Linked DNA regions of Mus musculus: region 2 is linked to region 1. The links are chromatin contacts, called in public HiChIP or PLAC-seq maps. All regions are on one chromosome and are shown on one strand. Each heading gives the region's core, a stretch centred on a gene start, on an enhancer-like site or on the middle of the called end of the contact. The rest is flanking DNA. Distances are from core to core; before and after follow the strand shown.

Evidence for each region. HiChIP or PLAC-seq counts read pairs in DNA pulled down with a chosen protein or histone mark.
Region 2: an H3K27ac HiChIP or PLAC-seq map of embryonic stem cells shows a contact between it and region 1, with 11 read pairs. The contact joins the promoter of Dlgap2 here to the enhancer-like site in region 1. A contact is called at or near these places in 1 of 15 datasets of contacts at CTCF or cohesin (CD8 T cells), 2 of 484 Hi-C or Micro-C datasets (the HL-1 cell line and embryonic stem cells), 3 of 115 datasets of contacts at active chromatin or transcription factors (CD8 T cells and embryonic stem cells) and 2 of 9 other capture datasets (liver and pancreatic islet).

What each region holds. Positions count from the first base shown.
Region 1 is chr8:14,035,261-14,041,837 of GRCm38.p6, forward strand. The region is part of intron 3 of Erich1 (glutamate rich 1); the gene reads right to left. Among named protein-coding and RNA genes, the nearest start is that of Gm39134, 13 kb to the left of the region's middle. Within about 2 kb of position 3,356, at least 21 of the 459 cell types and tissues checked have an H3K27ac peak or open chromatin away from gene starts, as enhancers often do. A contact at or near this core is called in embryonic stem cells, where this site is marked.
Region 2 is chr8:14,093,396-14,099,972 of GRCm38.p6, forward strand. Dlgap2 (DLG associated protein 2) reads left to right here and starts at 2,480. Exons shown (of 16, transcript NM_172910.3): 1 at 2,480-2,746.

The DNA.
Region 1 (6,577 bases), core at 2,106-4,605:
CAGCCTACGTGTCTTAGTAAGCTCGAGCCCTTGACTCTCACTGACGCGGACTACCCCTCAGCTTTGTGTCCTTCTTGGGTTAGATGCTGTGTTGTGGGAACGGCGAGCAACTCCCCTGCTATTTTTGAGTGAGAGTTCACAGTTTTCTCCTGTACTTAGCAACAGTATCTATGAAACCCACTGCTACCTCAAACTTGACATGAGGCCAAAACTACTCCTCATAAAATCATGATATTAGATTATGGTCTAGCTCATAAATGGCTTTCCTTAATCACTAGTAGATTTCTCAATAGCGTTCCTTTCCATTTCATTTGCAAGTATGAATCGATACGAGGGGTCTGCTAAGTGTGGCTGACAGATCAAAGTCTGACTATCTCAGAGTTCCTGACAACGAAACAGTCTATTAAATATTCATGTCCCCAAAGTAATGACTGTTATGGGATTGTCTATCTTAGGTTCACTGCACAACAGAAGAGTGGTCCTTCTGGTGTCTTAAAATATTTAATGTCATTAATTTGAAGAACAGAACCCATCCATATTTTATGATCTCAAAGGAGGGCCATTTGGGAGCCAGTGTGACAGGGGCCCTGGGTGTGTGGGGTCCTGATTGCTCACTGAGGAGGGTGGGGGGAGGCGGAGTCCTCAGTTCTCTCCAGGTTATCTATGGGTGCCTTCCCCCTGGAAGCCACCTTCCGGATTACACTAACCGCCATACCATAACATGAACGGCTGTTGTGTTAAGAATGATTGCAGTATTGATCTGCTATTTTAAAAAGACTATAAGGTACTAATTTTAAAAGGTGGCAGTGGCAAAACAGCTCTCCAATGATGTATTTATGACACGTTTTAAAATAAATCTATGCGTGTGTACTGTTGAACAGGAAAACTTAGCCACAGGTAGCCCAGACCTGGGGCTTGCACTCTGGTCACTCGGGGCGACATGAGGCAGGCTGGCCGTGCTCTGCAGCACCCGTCACATCTCCATTTTGAGAACACTATATACTGCTTTATAATGAGGAAAACATCTTAAATTTGAACTTAGGACATCACAAAATGTAAAAATGGCTACTAAGTATTTCTTAAAGGTATTTGTTAACTATATCAAGAAGAGAGAAAATCAGTAGTAAGTATTTATGTCATATAGGTAGTAGTTTAGGGGTACAAGACTGTGGTCAGGGATATAGCTCAGTGCTGGACTATTTGCCTAATAAAAGAAGGCTTTGGGCTATCATCAGCACTGAGAAATAAATGAATAACACATACATACATATATGTATATGTTTATACACATGCACACATAACACATGCACACATACACATACATATACACATGCACACACACATACACACATGCACACACCTTCACACATATGCACACATACATACATACATACTCACACATACACACATGAACATACACACATACACACACCTTCACACATATGCACACATACATACATACATACTCACACATACACACATGAACATACACACATACATACAAACATACTTACATACACACACATACACACTCACTCATACACACACATACACACGCACACATGCATATATGTATAGGGGCTGTTTCCCTACTGGGTGTGGTATGAATCTCTATAATTCCAGCAGTTGATAAGCTACTGCAGGAGAACAGGTAATATTCTAGAATTCTGGACCCGTATGAGAGAGTTAGATCTGATATCAAAATAAATATAAATAAATAACACAAGCAAGCAAACAGCAAATTAAAGAGAATTAGAAGGAAAGCGAATACAGGATAATAAGCTGTAATACCTCTGCTACTGCCATACACCATGCTAACGTGTTCAAAACCTCTTTGGCTTAGATGGAAATAATGAAACTGTGCCATTTGCTCGTGGGTTGGCTCCAGGCAGAAAAAAGGGCAAACAGAGATTGTGTGAGAATCACACTGCTGTGTATAAGGGAATCCAAAGCTGTGAAGACAAGCTCTTTACTAACAGGTAAGGGTAAAGATGAATGTGAAGGGTGTAGCTCACCAGTGAGAAACAGTGAGCTACCGCTACGTACCTACAAGGACCCCAAGTCAGGACATGCGTGCGCGCGGTAGGAGATCCTAGACCAATTCCCAACACGGAAAAAATAAAAAACCAAAACAACAACAAACCAACCCATGACCCCATGCAAAGTTCTAGGATGGGGATCAAGGGGCTTTCCCAGTCGGCAGGATCGAGGTCAGGATCAAGGTCAGGGTCCTTACAAGGCATGGGAGGACTTGATGGAGGGAGACTTTAGGAGTAACACACTGCACCTTGGCTTCTGCACTAATGTGTGCCTAGGGAAGCTGAAGAAGTCGGGGAGCCCTCTGTGGAGCCCAGAGATGTGATTCCACCTTTTACATATGCTGTGGCTATGCACCCCTGGGTCCTAGCATTTCCCAGGGTTGTAGAGCACAATGTAGTGTATAAATACATGACATATAGATTCATACAGGAAAACAATGTAGCTCTTGTTGTATTTAAAACACATGCCTACCAGTCGTGTGGCTTACACATATATTTGGCAAATGGGAAAATAAGATGTGTATGCCTAATTTTCATATGTTAGCTAAAGGAGAAACAATTCCTTAGGATCTGGGAAAAATACCTTAAGGAAGAAAATGTAAGCATGATGGCAAAGGTGTGTGTGACTGCAGTCAGTGTCATAGAAGCAGCTGTTCCATCCTAAAGGCACCAATTTTCCATCTACATGGACAAGCTTGTTTCTTAGAACATACTTTTCATCATGATGCCCTTTTCCTGGGCAACCTTTTTTTTTTTTTTCTTTTTTTTTTTTTCTTTTTTTTTTTTGGTTTTTGAAGACAGGGTTTCTCTGTATAGCCTGGCTGTCCTGGAACTCACTTTGTAGACCAGGCTGGCCTCAGACTCAGAGATCCGCCTGCCTCTGCTGGGAATAAAGGCATGTACCACCACGCCCGGCTTTTTTTTTTGTAATGTACATTATACATTACACACATACACACACACACACAGTATCTGCCCTCAGACACAGCAGAAGAGGGCATCAGATCCCATTACAGATGGCTGTGAGCCACCATGTGGTTGCTGGGAATTGAACTCAAGACCTCTGGAAGAACAGAGAGTGATCTTAAATGCTGAGCCATCGCTTCAGCCCTTCTGGGCAACCTTTTAAGACTTCCACATGGTGAAAAAGCCCTTTGGCAAAGCTTCTGTGCTTGGCCAAACTACAGTTGCTCTGCAGGCCTCCTTCAGGGCCCACCTGTGAACGGTTATCTAAAATCCAGCCCAAGCCAGGCCTCTGATAGGCTGAGCTGGCTGTAACACCCACCTCATGCTCCCCCAAGCCAGGTCTCTGATAGGCTGAGCTGGCCGTAACACCCACCTCATGCTCCCCAAGCCAGGTCTCTGATAGGCTGAGCTGGCCGTAACACCCACCTCATGCTCCTCACCTTGCATATCTGATCAACCTTTGTACAACTCCAAGGTGAGGTCTGCTCACTTGCCTTCCCTCAGCAAGAATCCCGTCAGGTTCGTTTGGCAGGAATCCTTCTCATCCCTGATGTTTTCTTAGTGACACACGCCCAAATTCTCCCTCTGCCCCCAGTCCCAACTCTAAAGCCTAACTTGCCCACACTGTACCTGGGCTCCGGAGGCATGTCCCTGTACCGTCAGGATGGCCCTAAACACAAGCCTGCCAAAACCAAGCGTTGTGAATGACTTTTTTTTCTTTAATATTATGACATCAATCACACTTGCAACCTATGGCTTTCCCAAAATCTCATCAGAGGAAGCTGATCATGTTGTCAGATAAACCCAAGATAATAACTATTACAGAAATAAGATGTTGAAGGATTATAACACACTTCAATGTCAACTTAGTTTCTGATGTAATTTTCTCATACTTTAAATTTCTCATATATGTGTATGTCTGCCTGCTGTAAATAGTTATGCAAAACAGGTTCTGTTTTCATAATTCTGTATACCCTAAATATTTTATTATGACTTCTGGCAGGACCACTTTGCTCAGGGAGTCTGAGGAAAACTATGGTGCAGGTCTGATTCCTGGGGCAGTCAGGTTTCTATTGAAGAACTAAGAGGGATGCGCTCTCTGCACACGGGAAAGAGAGCTCAGGCTCCTGCTTCTAAACAACAGGTCACAGGTAGTGGCCACAGAGGAAACCCGTGCGATGCTCATGGCTGACGTCTGTATGGCACACTGGACTGAAAGCCCCTGCTCCTGGGTTCTAGTGTGCGTAGGTTCATCTGCATTCCCCATCTCTCTGCTCACCAGGCATGAGTGGGCAAAGCATGGCCGCTCCTGTAGGCGTTGGCAAATTCATGGGCCCAGCTGAGCTGATGAACTCTGGTCCACAGACCTCAGCCTTATGCCTACAAGCCTTAGGTCTCATCAGGAACTCTCCCTTGACACCCCCCCCCCCCACCCCCGCCACTTTACTCCAACAGCCCCAGTGAGCCAATCAAGTCACTGATTCTATCACACTGTGATCAAAGCACTTCTCTCCAGCGTGGCCTCCCACTAGCCCTGAAATTTCGGAACAGTGCCACCCTTGTGCAACAGGGAAGTGTCCTCGTGGCTGTCACTGGCTGCAAGTAAGTGCGTGTGTGCTTCAAGGGTGGCTTGTGTCCCAGGAGGACCAACTTGTAGATCTTCCCTTTCCTGATCAAGTACAAGATCCATATGTGGCCAGAGGCAGCTACCTGGGGCAGGGTTATGTGCACAACCGGAAGAAGTGTATTCTGGGATGTTAGCTAGAGTTTTAAGCAAAGACAAAAGGCAGGCATTAGAAAGACAATTGCATCATCAATTAAGAAATAACTTTCACCATACAGTCTAAGACAGTATCTGTTTTAAAAGCATGTGGGAAGCCAAGTGCATTGCTTACGCCTGTGTCCCTGTAATACTATCAGCACCACCACCATCACCACCACAACCAATTCAGAGGAGAGGTAGGGGCTCTTACCGAGCATCTTGGTTGTGGGAGCATGTGCAGAGGCTATTCTTCACTTCTTGTCAGAAAGTGCGTAAAGGAAAATATCAGGGTGAGACAGTTATCCTAAGTATGACATGCCCCTCAACCCCCCTACAGCAAGGCCCCGTCTCTTGTCTTTCTCCACCTTCCAATAATACCATCATATGATGAACCCATCAAGGGATTAATCTATGGATTAGCTTAGAGCCCTTCAGACCTGTCTCTGGTCATCCGTTCACAGACATACCCAGAGATTTGCTTGCCTAATATCCTAGGTATTTCTTAATCCAACTGGGATGATGGTACAAATCAGCCGTCACACAAAATAAGTCTCAGTTAATTCGCAAACTGAGCTGTGAATTTCCAATCCCACTGAGCCAGCACTGGGGCCGTGAAAATAACCAGTGCAGACAGGGCCCTGGACAGAAGGCCTGGGATGAGAGTCATCAGGGCTTTGGCCGCAAAGGGAAGGAAATTACAATCCACCTTACTTAACTACAGGCCTTCAAGTCATAGTTAGGGGCACACTTCTATTTTTAAAGTAATGATAGATTGAAATCCCTGCTCATTGCATATCACGAGTGTCAGATACGGCCACAATAAAGAGTTTCCTGCGTTGCCCCACAGGGACCAGTGGCCTTCTCCGCAGCAGATGACGGCTGAGTACGGTTTTCATTTTTAAGTCCAGAGCTGGAAACACTGCTCTTTGCTTCTTTCGTACTCTTCAGGGAGGAACTTCGTGTTAAATGCGCATGAGCAGTGCTGACTTGTTCTAGAGTCCTGTGGGAACTGCTGGTGTTGATTCGTCCTGAGTTTGTCTGGAAATGACCTGCTATCAGAAGGGTCCTGCCTAGACTGGGTGACAGTTCCATCTAAGCCTCCACTCTAGCAGTTCTCGGTGTGCCTCCTTGGGACAGGATTTTCCCTGTCCAATCACACTAAAATATTAGTGCAGCAGAAGGCCTGTGATTGGACAGGGCAAAGGGAGGCGGAGCTAAGAGTTGTAGAGACAGAGAGCATCTTGGGAGAGAAGGGACTGCAAAGATAAAGGAGGACGGACAGGAGAAAGAACCTAAACCAGCGTGGCTTTAGATAGCCACAGGTAGTTATGATATCATAAGGTTAGAATAATTGGGACAAAACTTTTATCATCATCAATTGGTTCTGAAATTATTGTATTGGCATCTTGTAAATTAAGAATTTACTGATACATAAATCTGATTGGTTAATTTTAAGCTTCTAGAGTTTTGTTTCTACCAGGTAAATGGGTGTTGTGGTGGCTGACCATGGGGCGGACAGTCATTGTATGTGGATTGCGTGACAGCGATCCGCCAAGATACTCGGGAGCTCCGGCTCAGAGACCCAAGCATAGCAAAGGCTTTGTTAGAACACTTTACTTAAAGCCAGACACAAAGGCTTTACTATAAACTTAAACTCAGACATAAAAGGCTCTTCTATACACCTCACTACATATGATAGTATACATAAGTGATCCTCGAACTCCTACCATGGAACTCCTACAGCTGAAAAACACTTTCAGTGAAGTGGCTGGATACAAGATTAATTCAGAAAAACAACCAGCCAACCAAC
Region 2 (6,577 bases), core at 1,230-3,729, 57 kb after region 1:
GGCACCTCTAGGTAAACATGGGGGATGAGGGCACACAGCCCTAAAAGTATCTCCTGCAGGAGGACCTAATTGAGGACTGCCTAAGAGACCAAGGATTGCTGGTTTAGACAATGCCAGCCAATCAGGAACTGCAGTTTAGAAGAGATGCTTTCTTGGGACCAATGGGGTGTGAGTGGAGGGTATTAAAGGAGCTTGCAGCAGTGTTCAGATGTGTTGCTGCTGCGCCATAGACTCTGCACAACCTCACCTCCAACCCCCATGGGTAGGGTCAGGCATCGAGCACTTCCTAATTTCATTAGTCATTTAGAAGAAAAGATAAGTCTTTCCTTGTCTCTGGGTCTTTGGGTCTGTTCTTCCCACTGCTGGAACGGTCTCTTACCTCATTCTTTTCTGTCCCAAATCCCAAGCTTCCTGGGAGCTTGGGCAGAAGTCAACTTCTGGATTTACCTCATTCAACTCAAACTCTACAATAGCTTTCTTTGATATTATTCAAGTTGCTCAGTAGGGGGAGTCGAGGGGGGAGAGAGGATGGAAGAAATTGTGGAGTGTATCTCAGACTATTCCACTAAGAATCTTCAATAGGATCGAGTCCTTGTTGCCTGAAAGATCGCCTTGGTGACACATCCTTCATTATCCCTTTTTTCCCTTTCCCACTCTTTATTCCTGTTTAGTTTCCAGAGATAATAAGTTTTTCAAATAACTCACTGGAATCCATGTCTCGGGACCCGCTGTGTGCCAAACCTAGAGGAAGACTGTATGTAATGACACCACACAGTATTCCCCTAGGGTCACAAATAATTCCCTGTCCTTTTCCTTTTCCAATAACACTGTATATTTCCTTCATAGGAGCAAGTGCCATTCATGCTCACATGTTACTCCTATAACGTCAAATGGCTTCATCCCAACACTGGATGCGTGCCCAGGGACAGTCTTTCTTTCTGTTTTGGTACAAGTCCACGACCCAAAAGAGCTCACAGCAAGCACCACTGTGCTCCTTTCGTTTGCCTGAGATGGAAGACCGGAAGATGGGGGCACCGTGGAGAGGAGGAGAAAAGTGGATATTAGAATCTTCAACTTGATGTGCAGTCTAGATTTTTTATTCGAGGTCTGGAAACCCACCTTCCTTCCTTCCTTCCTTCCTTCCTTCCTTCCTTCCTTCCTTCCTTCCTTCCTCTCTCTCTCTCTCTCTCTCTCTCTCTCTCTCTCTCTCTCTCTCTCTTTCGATAGTGGAATCCAAATGGAGTGTGCTACAAACACTAGAAAAAAGTCACATCAGATACCTTTGATCCATTTGTGTATCTTTCACACACCTTAGTATTTTGCTCTGAAAGTGCACTGCAGTTGATTGATCATAGGAAAAAACATCTTATGGAGGCTGTTTTTATGGAAAAGATCTTGGGATTTAGGGAAATACAGGGCTGTTCACCTGTCTCTCCTCTATTCGACACCCATTCACCTTTCTGTAAATAGTCACCTTATTGATTAAGTTTTGGTCACATTTAAACTTCTTGACAACGGAGACGAAAGCCCCCTATTATATTTACACGGAGCCTAGAGACCGGCCCAAGGTTAAGCAGGTGTAGTGAGTATCCCCAGAGCCCGGTGCCAAACTATGTCTTTAGTTGTCAGCACCTTTTACTCTAGGCCACAGAAACTTTTCTTGACTGTTCAGTGGATCTAAAAAGGGTATCCCCACGAATCTAATTAGGTTTCATCAAAATATGGCTAATTTTGCTGAATTTGCCAGACTGTTTTTTGTTGTGTTTCTGATTTCGCTGAGGAAAAAAAAAAAGATAGTTTTTTTTCTTTGCTTCCGAGTGCAGCAGCAAACAAGGGCCGACACCATCTCAGCCCTCTATCTGGACCAGGTTTATGACTAAAGATTGCTGTTCAAGGTGCTGGGGATTCCTGTGAGCCCAGAAGCAGCAGTTTACCAGAGCTGGGAGGTAACAGGTGGAAACAGTGGTCTTATTTCACAGCACCCAGAGCAGCACTGTGCTCTCTTAGTGGCCAGTGCTGAGAGCTCCTATCTTCCATCGCTCCCTCTCTATGACCTGGGAGCCCAATAGGCTTTCACCGTGCAGAGTTCAGGGTGCCGATGCGTCTGCAGATCCCACATCTCGGTTCACATTGAGCTGGCCCTTCCCAGGCGCATTGGCTTGCTTGTGGGTTCCCACGCTGACCTACAAACACACGGAGCACACGCGGTGTGGGACCTCTCCGCTCCCCCTCCGGGAACCATCACTGTCCTGGAGTGACCCAACGCTCTGCGCGCAACAGTTGGGATCCGCTGTGCGCGGGCTCCCGGGCCGTGAGCGCCATGCGACCTCTGGGCCAGGCTTGCCATTGGCAGCGGCACCGCGGCCTGAGCGCTCCCCCTAGGCGCGTGGCGCTGGGCCCTTCCTCAGATGGAGCCACGCACCGGCCGCCCCCCAGTGCGCCGGTGCCTCCCCGGGCGCCGAGTGCGCAGGCGCCGGCCGTGAGGACCGACCGTGCGCCGGGCTCGAACGGGGTCGGAGCGCGCGGCGGCGGTGGTGGCGCTGGCGGTGGCGGTGGTGGAGGCGATAAGCGGTAGCGGCAGCGGGGGACAGACAGACTGCGGATCGACGCACGGACCCAAGGATTCTCGAGCTTGGGAGCTGGCGGCAGTGCTGTGCGCACCGCCTGGCCTGAGGGGTGGCCACCTTGCCATGTCGCTCTGCACCCACTGAACTAGGAAAGCCCAAGGATGTCTGCTCTGAGGAAGGTGCGAGACGCGCGGGGCCGCGGGGACCGGGATGCGGGGACCTGGGCGCTAAGTGGCGAGTGCCGTCGGGGCAGGGAGGGGGCGGTGCTGCGAGCCGGACCGGCGAGGGCCCTGCCTGAGTGGCTGCGTTGGGGATAAGAGGCTCCCGGGGACCCGATCCGGGAGCGTGAGAATAACCCCAGGGACGGCTGGTGCTCCGGGGTCCGCCGCTGGGGTCCTTCCGGGCTGCAGCGCCCCGCGGCAGGATTGCTGGCACACGGGCTCCCTGGGTGCAGGAGCGAGGCGGAGGTGTGAAATTCCCCGCTCCGCGAGGCCGGGTAAGGGGGTGCAGCCCGGGGCCCCGGCCAGAGAGGGACTCTGGTGGGGCAGTGGGGTGCGACCTGGGTTTCCCCTCCCCCAAGCCCGGGTGGACACCCGGACCTAGACTGGGAATGAATGAAAGGTGCTTGGAGCTGGTGGTACGGGCACTGGGGTCGCGGAGGCGGGGAGGGGCCACTTGTGCCCTTTGCAACAGCCTTCGCGCCCGGCAGGGCCTGGGCCTCGGGCTTGGGAGGGGGTGGCCGCTGCTGGGCTCTCCAAGTGCGAGCCGGGAGCACGGGGGCTTTTTTAGGGGTGGTTGCTAAGCGAAGCGCTACCCAGCGCAGGGTTTTGTAACTAAGCCTCCCCCGGCAGCTGCTGTTGCTGTTCTCGGGCTCTTTCCCTAACGATCGCAGAAGAAATAATGAGGATGTAATTATTACAGCCCTGCGCGGCGAAGGGCTGGGGGGCGGCAGGCACCGGCTCCTCTGCTTGACGCTGGCCAGGTGGGGCCGGGCGGGGCAGGGGATTTCTCTCCCATCCTCCTGGAGCGGCTGGGTGGCGGGAGATGCTCGCTGGGACCCGAGGCAGGGGCCGGGGCTGTATACCGAGTTAGAAGAGATGGGGAAGGGCAGCAGGCAGTGCCTAGGCGGGCGTAGAGTGTCGCAGGTGAAAGGGAACCGGGAGCGCCGCGGCTGCTTAGCCGTTTCTCACCCGAAACTCAAAACACTTCGGGAATGTGGTGCCAGCCGCCCGCATGTCGCTTCCTTCTTTTCAAATGGATGTGGATTCCGGCCCGGGTCGAAATCCAAATGCGTGACTGACTGATCAGCCTTAGCCGGCTTGTATCGATGAAGAGTATAAAGTAACGGGCAGCGAATTCGCCCTCGCTCTTGATGAACTCTGCCAGTCCGAGCTGTGGGCGTTTCAGGGCTGGAGATTAAAGCGTACCAGTTTTTCCTGGCGTCTAATACTTGGAGGCGGGAGGGAGCTGTCTGGACTCGGAGCCTTGGGATTGCTGTTAGTGGCCAGGTGGGTACATCAGCCTACAACCTTGAGATCTGACCGTTACCTTGGATCCCAGTCACCTGTGTTTTGCAGAAGGCTTTTATTGTACAGTCCACAAACTAATTGCATTTGTATTGAGAAAACAACCCGGAGTCACAGAATAGCCCAAAGTAACCCAGGACCGCTTCAGAGTTGTGTACAAATCTGAAGCTGACTTACTTAATCCAACCTCCCCAATAGTATATAGACTTTAAGTGCACTATAGCGTGATTTTCATCTTCATATTCCCTGTGGAAGGTGCTACATAGCCAAGGCCAAGAAAAATTTGGTGATATGATGAAAAATAATAAAATTTGGCAGGTCAGGTTGTTACTCTGGTGTTTTAAAAATGCCGTTTAATGCCATTAATCAGGATTCTCCAGTAGCCAAATTGTCTTGTGCAGGCAGTAGGGTGACTCACACAGATTTGGCTTCCATGGTAATTGTAGATTGTGCATACGACTTCCTTTTAGATGGTGTGACTTTTTTCATTACTTAGAAGGGAACAAATTAGAATATTTTCCGCCCCACATCTGGCTGCCTGGCTGGCAGGCCTCAGGGAGCCCGCTGCTCGAGCACATCTGGATTGGGAGAAACATAAATCCAATGGAAGATGGGCAGTAATCCGCAGCGACACCACTTCTCCATTCCATGGGGCTGATGTAGTGAATATGGGTTTTGTTCTCTGAGATGGTCTGTTATGAGCTGTTTATGTCCCACTATTCCCTTCTGAAATCATCTCCACTGTTAAGTCAGTAGAGGTAGAGCCATAACTCTTGCTCTGACCTGTGAATACCTTGTATTTTAGGTCAAAGGGTAATACACCAAATGGTGAGTGCTATGTCACATAACTCAAAGGAACATAATTAAAATTACCGCCCCTCCCCCATGGAACTTTTGTATTCCCCAGAGAAACCTTCCAGGCTGAGCAGTGCCAAGCTCCAGTCCCTTTGCTGCCTGTGCAGCCATAGTGAAGTCAGCCTGTGTGGTTGGCGTTGCTGGCGGGAGGCAAGAAGCTCATTTGCAGATCCCTCATGTGCTGCGCTCGCTCGAGGGCGCCTCTGATTCAGGTGGTTCAATGGCAGTGTTGTCATTTCTCCAGAGTGACGTAAGTATGTCCCTCTGTGGCAATCTGTTGCATCTCCTATTTTTGTCCACTTCCTTTTTGACAGTGATAGAAATTCCAAAATGAATATTAGAAGCAAAAACATGCTTCTTAGAATTTGACTCACGTACCCAGAACACGATCCACTGCGGAGCTAAAAAGTTCTAGGGTTTTATTAAGGGTTACAGGACTTTTAATGCTGTAATATTCCTTTAGGATTATATTTGAGGCAAAAAAAACCCAAACCAAACAAACAAACCAAAAAACAAAATCAAAATCAAACAACCCTTCATCACAGTTGCCCAAGGAGTGGAATGCTATACACTTTGATTATAGAATTTATGAAGATGTTAATTAAATATTATTTATTGACCCTTGGAATGGATAAGCCCTGATCATGCATTGGCTACAATAAAAATAGCTGTGATTCATCATTTTGGCCAGATGGAAGTCATATTTAGAGCATTGCAGTATGTTGGCTATAAAGGAATCAGAGATTCACCACACAGGAAGTTAGTGGGCAAAACATTCCATGCAGTTGAAACTGCTCTTACCCAACCACAGTTTTCCCTAGCCTTTGCTTTTCATCTTATGAGGACTCACGCTTTACCGGCATCAACCGAATATGTTCAGTTGTTTCTCGGTACTTGTGTGTGGGCATTTTGAACATGACCACTCACTGGTATTCATAATAGAAGCATGCCAGGTTTTCAGGAGGCAAGTGTCAGGGGCTCTGATTCTGACCAGGTGTGGGATTGCAGGCTCCCGTGCTGGTGTGAAAGCCACAGCCGCCCTTGGTCAGCTCTGCCTCCCAGGGCTTCAGAGCTGTGGCACACAGTATGTTTAGTTCTTAATCTCTTTGGCAAAGGTGATGGGGATTAGCCAGCTGATTTTCCTTGATCCTTCCATTTTCTCTAAACATGAGATGGCCTCTCCATCAGTTCATTAGGGTCTTAGTAGTGTCCCTTTTTATGGGCCAAGGAGAACAACTGTTGTTCTCTGTCTGCCACGACACTGGAGGGGCGAGATCCCGTAAAAGCTTTTGCATCTGGTGTTGCTAGGGAGCTTTTCCTGCTCCTGTGATAAAAGCCAATAGTTTATCATCCAGCCTTTCTTTCCTGACCTCCCAAGATGTAGTGACCTTATTGGTTGCCAGGATATCATGTTGTGTGAATTTACTCAGCTCTGCTTTTAGAGATCCCTCCCATGCGTAGGGTGTGGCTGTGGTGGGCCACCTCCTTCCAGCAGTGGGACGAATGATTGACTGGCCCGGCACATTGCAGGATATGTGACTTTGTCAGGTTGTTCAATCATTAAAGGACGTTGAAGTCTACTCAAACCTAAGTTTTTTATGTGACTTCTGAGAAAAATGTTTCAGAAAT